2 separate regions of the Sus scrofa genome follow, and region 1 is linked to region 2. A link is a contact called in public HiChIP or PLAC-seq data. All regions are on one chromosome and are shown on one strand. Each heading gives the region's core, a stretch centred on a gene start, on an enhancer-like site or on the middle of the called end of the contact. The rest is flanking DNA. Distances are from core to core; before and after follow the strand shown.

What was found. HiChIP or PLAC-seq counts read pairs in DNA pulled down with a chosen protein or histone mark.
Region 1: an H3K27ac HiChIP or PLAC-seq map of alveolar macrophages shows a contact between it and region 2. The contact joins the promoter of TAOK2 here to the promoter of C3H16orf54 in region 2. A contact is called at or near these places in 3 of 5 promoter capture datasets (fetal liver, fetal skeletal muscle and liver), 1 of 47 Hi-C or Micro-C datasets (embryonic fibroblasts) and 2 of 2 datasets of contacts at active chromatin or transcription factors (alveolar macrophages and skeletal muscle).

The regions. Positions count from the first base shown.
Region 1 is chr3:18,176,688-18,180,018 of Sscrofa11.1, reverse strand. TAOK2 (serine/threonine-protein kinase TAO2) reads right to left here and starts at 1,672. Exons shown (of 18, transcript XR_002342897.1): 1 at 706-1,672. It overlaps TMEM219 (insulin-like growth factor-binding protein 3 receptor), which reads right to left. Exons shown (of 7, transcript XM_021088010.1): 7 at 2,185-2,282.
Region 2 is chr3:18,012,887-18,016,052 of Sscrofa11.1, reverse strand. It overlaps C3H16orf54 (transmembrane protein C16orf54 homolog), which reads left to right and starts at 1,772. Exons shown (of 2, transcript XM_003354555.4): 1 at 1,772-1,926; 2 at 2,675-3,166. The coding sequence starts at 2,675.

The DNA of each region.
Region 1 (3,331 bases), core at 423-2,922, 160 kb before region 2:
TGTGTGACCTTGGGCAACCTCTCTGGGCCTTAATGTTCTCAACTGTAAAATGGGAAGACAGCAATCAATGAGCCCCTCACCAGATGAATGGAGGGGAAGAGGTCACATGAGAGAAGAGATATAAAGCACTTTGGAAATAAATTGCCAGACAAATGGGCTCACTTCTACCATCACAGCAAGAGGTTGGAAGGTAACAATAGGCTGGGGGGAAATATTGCCAGGTACCCCCAGATACAAATGCACTCACACACTTCCTTGAAAGGACAAGAAACCCAACCAGACCATGCCTGAAAAACAGATAAACAGACCCACCACAGGGATCAGAGGCATGGGAATCAACAACCCAGAGCAGTAAGGAAAGAGGGTTACAATCATGGAGAAGGGGTAGCAGTGAGGGGCAAAGTGAACAGAGAGACCAGAAGGGCACAAACCCATCCGATTAGCTCAAGCACCCTAGGGTATGACCCCCGGTGACATCGGAGACCCTGTCACCTGAGGTCCCCCAGCAACCAGGCAATAATGAAGGGAAGAGGAAGGGAAAGAGGGTGGCAGCAAAAGGCAAGGCTAGTCAGAGGCTGACCACTGGCCCCGTTGGGCTTCCCCATCCTGAGGACAGGGCCTACCCAGGGCCAGCTTCCCAGAAAGAAGCACCCTTTCTTCTCAAGCTAGACACAGGGACCCGCGCCCCTGCACCCCGTGTCTCACCTGGTAGGGGTCACTATGGTGCCCCAGCGCCTCCGCCTCCTCCTGGGGTCCTCCAGCGGCTCTGCCAAGCAGGGAGAGGGGCAAGGAGACCTTTCCCCTTGCCACCTCTTCCTCGGCTTTCGCCCTTCCTGAGGGGCGGGCCCGGGAAGCCTCCCGTGGAGGGGAGGGGGTGACAACCTGATCTGACCTCGCGGTCCAGTCCTCCTCCTCCTCGAGGGCGACAGTTGCTGAATCCCGGATTTCTGATTGTGGGGTCTGAGCCCCAGATATTTGAACGGGGGGAGGCTGAATCTGATATCTGAACTAGTGGGGAATGAACCCCGGATACTGGTACACGCAGGATCCTGAACACCAGATATTTGAAATTCTATGAAACAGAGCCCCAGGTTTAGAGAGGTTGGGACCCGAGTCCCGGATATCTGAAATCTGAGGGGCTGATACCCGGATATTTGAGAAGCGTGGGGTCAAGCCCGGAAATTCGAGACCGAAGGGACTGAGCCCCAGGTCTTCGGCCACCGACAGGGGGCCTACCCCGAGGACGGTCGACCGCACGGCCCCTCTCACGCCGGGGTCCGAGGGTGACAGCCTCCACTCCCGCCCCGGCCTCCTCCCTTTCCCCTTCTCTCTCCCGAGGATAGCGGAAAGATTGTAGCTAAGGGCGGTCCCCGTGCCCTCTCTCCCTCTCCTCTTCTCAGTCTCAGCTTCTCTCCGCACCACAGCCCCGGTCTCGTCCCGGTCTCCCTCTCCCTCTTCCTCCCAATTCCAAGATGGAGACCGGGCGGGAGCGCGCAGGCGCGGTAGAGACGCCGGGCCAAGGGGGCGGGGCTCAGAAGGGAATAGTCCCGCCCCCTCCCCTTACCGCTGCGGCCGGGGAGCTGGGCAGTAACCCAGCCAGAGTGCGCGCGCGCCCCGCCACGCGGACCCCGGGTGGGAGGAGGCCGGGAGAAGGGCCAGTCTTGGAGGGGGAGGAGCCCAGCGCGCTGTCCGACAACTGGTGGTGGAAAGGGCTGCGGCGCATGCGCCCGCCCCGCCTTAGCGCTGAGCCCGAGCTTGTTGCTAGGGGAAGCTTTGAGGGGGCGCGGGTGGCAGGAAATAAGAAGCTGCGATCTGCGCCTGCGTGCAGGGTAGAGGTTGGGAGGGGTAAGGGAAGACTGCTGCTGGGCGCGGAAAAGGCGGGAAAACGGACTGTCCTGCTTAGTAACTATCCAGCCGGGACGTGGGCTACCAAGTTCGAGGAATCTTTGCTGGTAAAATTCTGTCATATTTCTTCATTGCAGCATGACGTGCACAAGGTCACACTGCACTTATGTCAAAGCATTTCCATGACCATACCCGAGAGCTGCAGTAACCTATGCCCTATACCGACCTGTATCCCAAACTAGAGAGTCAACAAGGAAAAATCCGCCAAAACCTCGCAAGCCCCTCTACCCTAAAACTCCCACCTTAATCCAATTCCCAATGAACACCCTGGGAAACGCTGGGCAAAAAAAAAAGCCTTTTATTTCCTCCCACATTCCAGCTCTCCACTTTTTGTAACATCTCTTCCAACTCCGAACGAAGACCCAAGAAGTTCACACCTGAAGAGAACAAAATAAAAAAACAGGGCAGGTCAGAGGACCCGTGGAGGAAGCTCTGGGATGGCTGTAGAAATTGAGGAAGGAGCAGAGGAAGTGACAACTAGAGATAGGTACAGGCACTTATGCCAACTGAGATGGCCTCAGGACCCCAGGATCTGCCAGGAGTCAGAAACTCTTCCTTTCCAGTCTGCTCAGATCTAAGAAAGGCTGAGAGGGATCCGCCTTTCTCCATCCCAGGTAGGTGGTCGCGGAATTCCTGTGGCACAGCAAGTTAAGGATCCCACTTTGTCACTGCAGCGGTGTGGGCCACTGATGTGGCATGGGTTTGATACCTGGGCCTGGGAACTTCCACAGGCCACAGGCAGAGCCCCCCCCCCCCAAAAAAAAAGGAAAAGGAAAAAGAAGAAAACTAGGTAAGTCTTGAGGGTCTAAATCCTTTCGTCAGAGCCATTCCCTGGGCCTGTGCTGTTTCTTCTTCTCTCGCAGTTATTTCCTAAGGCACAGCAGCCAGCAAGCTGAGAACAGTTTAGGAGCTGGGTGTACAATATATGACTCATTTTCAAATTATATGAGACTCACCTGAAAGGGTGAGATTTTTTTACAGGATATATATATATATATTTTAACCATAATGAGCTGACCCACTAACTAGTCCAATATGTCCCACACTCCCACTTTGGAAGATGTGTTCCCTCCAAAGACCCTGCTAGCAGAATCAACTTTATCTAAATGGAATGATGGCTAATGGAAAAAGAGAAGATGCATGTGAAGTCCTTGGGCACGTAGTATGTGCCCAGTAAATGGAATCATCAATCAATTCCTTTGAGCAGTTCAAAATGAATTTTACAAAATTTGCATCATAAAACAGGGTATCAGAATTTTAGGACAAATGCAAAACAAACATTAATTCATATCCAGAACATATCAAATTTGAACCCTCTTCATTCACCACTGATGCCAAAAAGCCTGGATGAGAACTACACCTATGGATGAATCTTAAAATCAGAATGTTTAACCAAAAGAAGTCAGTCACAAAAGAATATGAGTCC
Region 2 (3,166 bases), core at 523-3,022:
ATCTGATCTCATCACGTTTCTGCAGATGTCACAAGACACAGAGCCTTGGGACGAACCCTTCCTCCTACTCCCACCCCCGGCCCCTTTGTGCTCCTTCTGGTCCTTCCCTCCAAACCACTAGGATGGAGCAATCTGAGTCAGGCTGCCCTTGTGACTCTTTTTTTTTCTTCTTCTTCTGTTTTGCCTTTTCTAGGGCCGTTCCTGCGGCATATGGAGGTTCCCAGGCTAAGGATCAAATCAGAGCTGCAGCCGCCGGCCTACACCACAGCTCACAGCAGCACCGGTTCCTTAACCCACTGAGCAAGGCCAGGGATCGAACCCGCAACCTCATGGTTCCTAGTCAGATTCGTTAACCACTGCGCCTTGACGGGAACTCCTGTGACCCTCTTTTGAGAGACATTTACACAGCCACATATTTTTGGTAGCCTTTTACATTCTCTGGCTGTCATTTTGCACAACAAAATATGAATACCAAAACAGAAAGAAAGAAAAAAAGGATTGAAACCTAAGCCTAAACTCAACGAACACCCAATTTAAAAAAAATATTGGAGTTCCCATCGTGACTCAGCAGAAACGAATCTGACTAGGATCCATGAGGATGCGGGTTCGATCCCTGGCCTTGCTCAGTGGCTTAAGGATCCGGTGTTGCCAGGAGATGTGCTGTAGGTCGCACACACAGCTTGGTTCTGGCGTTGCTGTGGCTGTGGCGTAGGCTGGCAGCTGTAGCTCTGATTTGACCCCTAGCCTGGGAACCTCCATGTGCCGCAGGCGCAGCCCTAAAAAGAAAAAAAAAAAAGTAATACCTAGGAATACCGGTGCTATGTAGAGGTTATTTGCCAGATGAATAATTCATGTCTATGCATCCCCTGTCCTCTGACATGTGTGACTTAGGGCACAACACCTCCCTAATTCGGGGCTTACTGGTCACTTGTCAGGGAGTGAGTGGAAGGAGATCATCTCTGAAAGGCCTCCAATCCAGGCTCGGATGCTCTTCCTCCCACCCCGGCCCCAGCTCCTTCGACCTTTAGCGCCAGGAGAAAGGAGCTGAGATGGCAAATGTTCAGGGTCTTGGAGATAGGCCTACGCATGGTTTTTTTTTTTTTTTTTTGGTTGTTTTGCTTTTCTTAGGGCCGCACCCGTGGCGTATAGAAGTTCCCAGGCTAGGCATCAAATTGGAGCTACAGCTGCCAGCCGACCATAAGCCACAGCAACGCCAGATCTGAGTCTTGTCTGTGACCTACACCACAGCTCACAGCAATGCTGGATCCTTAACCCACTGAGCAAGGCCGGGGATGGAACCCGCATCCTCATGGATCCTAGTTGGGTTCTTAACTCCCTAAGCATGTTTTTCTAGCCTACATCCTTCCTAGAGGCTTGATATTTTGCTACCCAAGCCTTATCTCACAGACATTTTCCAACCAAAATTGTGGCTAAAAGGCTTGAAGACAAGGAGATGTATGTTTATGTAAAGCAGGGAGAAAGCGGGGCATGCACAAGGGCATGGGGGGCAGAGAGCAGGAGTGGATTTGGTGGGGCTGACTGTGCGGGGCAGGAACAGGGCACCCCCATGCGAGCAGGCAGAACGAGGCACCTTGGTGGCCTGGATGGGCTGTCTCTCTTTCCTGGCTTCCAGGCAGATGTCCTGGGGCCAGGGACCTGACTATGGGGTGACACTGAGTTCACAGAGCCGCTGCCCATTCCGGCCCCACCTCTTGCCAGGAAACACCTCCCCACAGCGGTGACCACATCCCCCCAGGTTGCCTTGGAAACGCTCCGCGGGGGTGGCTGGGGGATCCAGGGCACAGTTGCCCAGCAACAGGTGGTGCCCTCCCTTCCGCCCTCATCTAAGGCAACTGCCCGGCGTCCTCCGCTCACACAGGCACGGGTGGCTCTGAGGGAGAGCCAGGAGCTCAGGGACCATTGGAGGTGAGGTGAAACGGGCAGGAGGCCCCTGCAAATGCGGCCGGGGGGTGGGGGGGCGGCAGTTGCTGGGGCCAGAGAGAGGCCATCCGAGACAAACAAGGGAGACAGAGTTGGGCAGAGACTGGGCAGAGCCGGAGAGGCAGGGACAGGAGCAGAGGTGGCACCTGAGACCAGGCACCACAGCAAACCTGGGGAGCCTCTGCAGAGAGCAAGACCAACTCCCGAGGGACTTGAGGGCAAAGGAGCGTCCAGGGTGCCACCGAGGTGGAGGAGGTGAAAGTGGCCAGGAGCGGGACACACATGCTGGGCAGAGCTGGGAATGGAGGCTCTCAGTTCCTCACTCAGCAACTTCCTCTTCTAAGAAGACCCGAAGGGGCTGAGATGGTGGGGGTGGGGCCGGCAGGGGGAGGGACGAAGACCTTGGGGCCCTTGGACGTTTGTCTGAGGCACCCTGGAATCTGGGAGGACCGTGCGGCTTCAGGGACGGGGCTGAGGATGCCGAGCAGGAGGGCCTGGCTGCAGACCCAGGTCAGCCCCATCTTTCTGGCCATCTGACTCCCCCCTGCCCTTTCGGGGTCCTCCTGGCTCCTTTGTCTGCCTGGGGTGGTTTCTTCAGCCAGCCGTCCCCAAGCCCTGCTCCCCGCTGTCTCTCTCCTCACTCTGTGCACACCCGCTGCCCCCTCCTCCGCAAGATGTGCCAAGCCTGTCTCACACGCTTCCTGCCCTGTCTCTCCTCTCTCTGCCTCTCCAGATGCCTCCGACGCCAGAGCAGCCCTCCGGGCCCATGGAGGAGCCCCTGGCATTGGCAGCCTCCTCATGGCCCCCGCTGCCCTGTGGGCCCTGCGTCCCCATCATGCTGGTCCTGGCCGCCCTGGCCGCCGTCTTCCTCCTGACCACAGCCGTGTTGGCCGAACGCCTGTTCCGCCGCTCCCTCCGCCCAGACCCGGGGACCCTCGCGCCCACCCTGGTTTGGCGCCCGGGGGGAGAACTGTGGATCGAACCCACAGGCACCCCCCGAGAGCGCTCGGAGGACTGGTATGGCTCCTCAGTCCCCCTGCTGATGGACCGCGCCCCAGACCCACCCACCTTGGGGGGCACCTTGGAGGCACGAGCTACAGCTCCACCTGCCCCCAACTCCCCTCGCAACTCCTTGGTCCCCCAGACCCCGCCCCAGGCCCCAGCCCGCAGCACCTTCTGGAGGCCCCAGGTCTGGGAAGAGAGGCCCCACGCCCCAGGCCTGGTG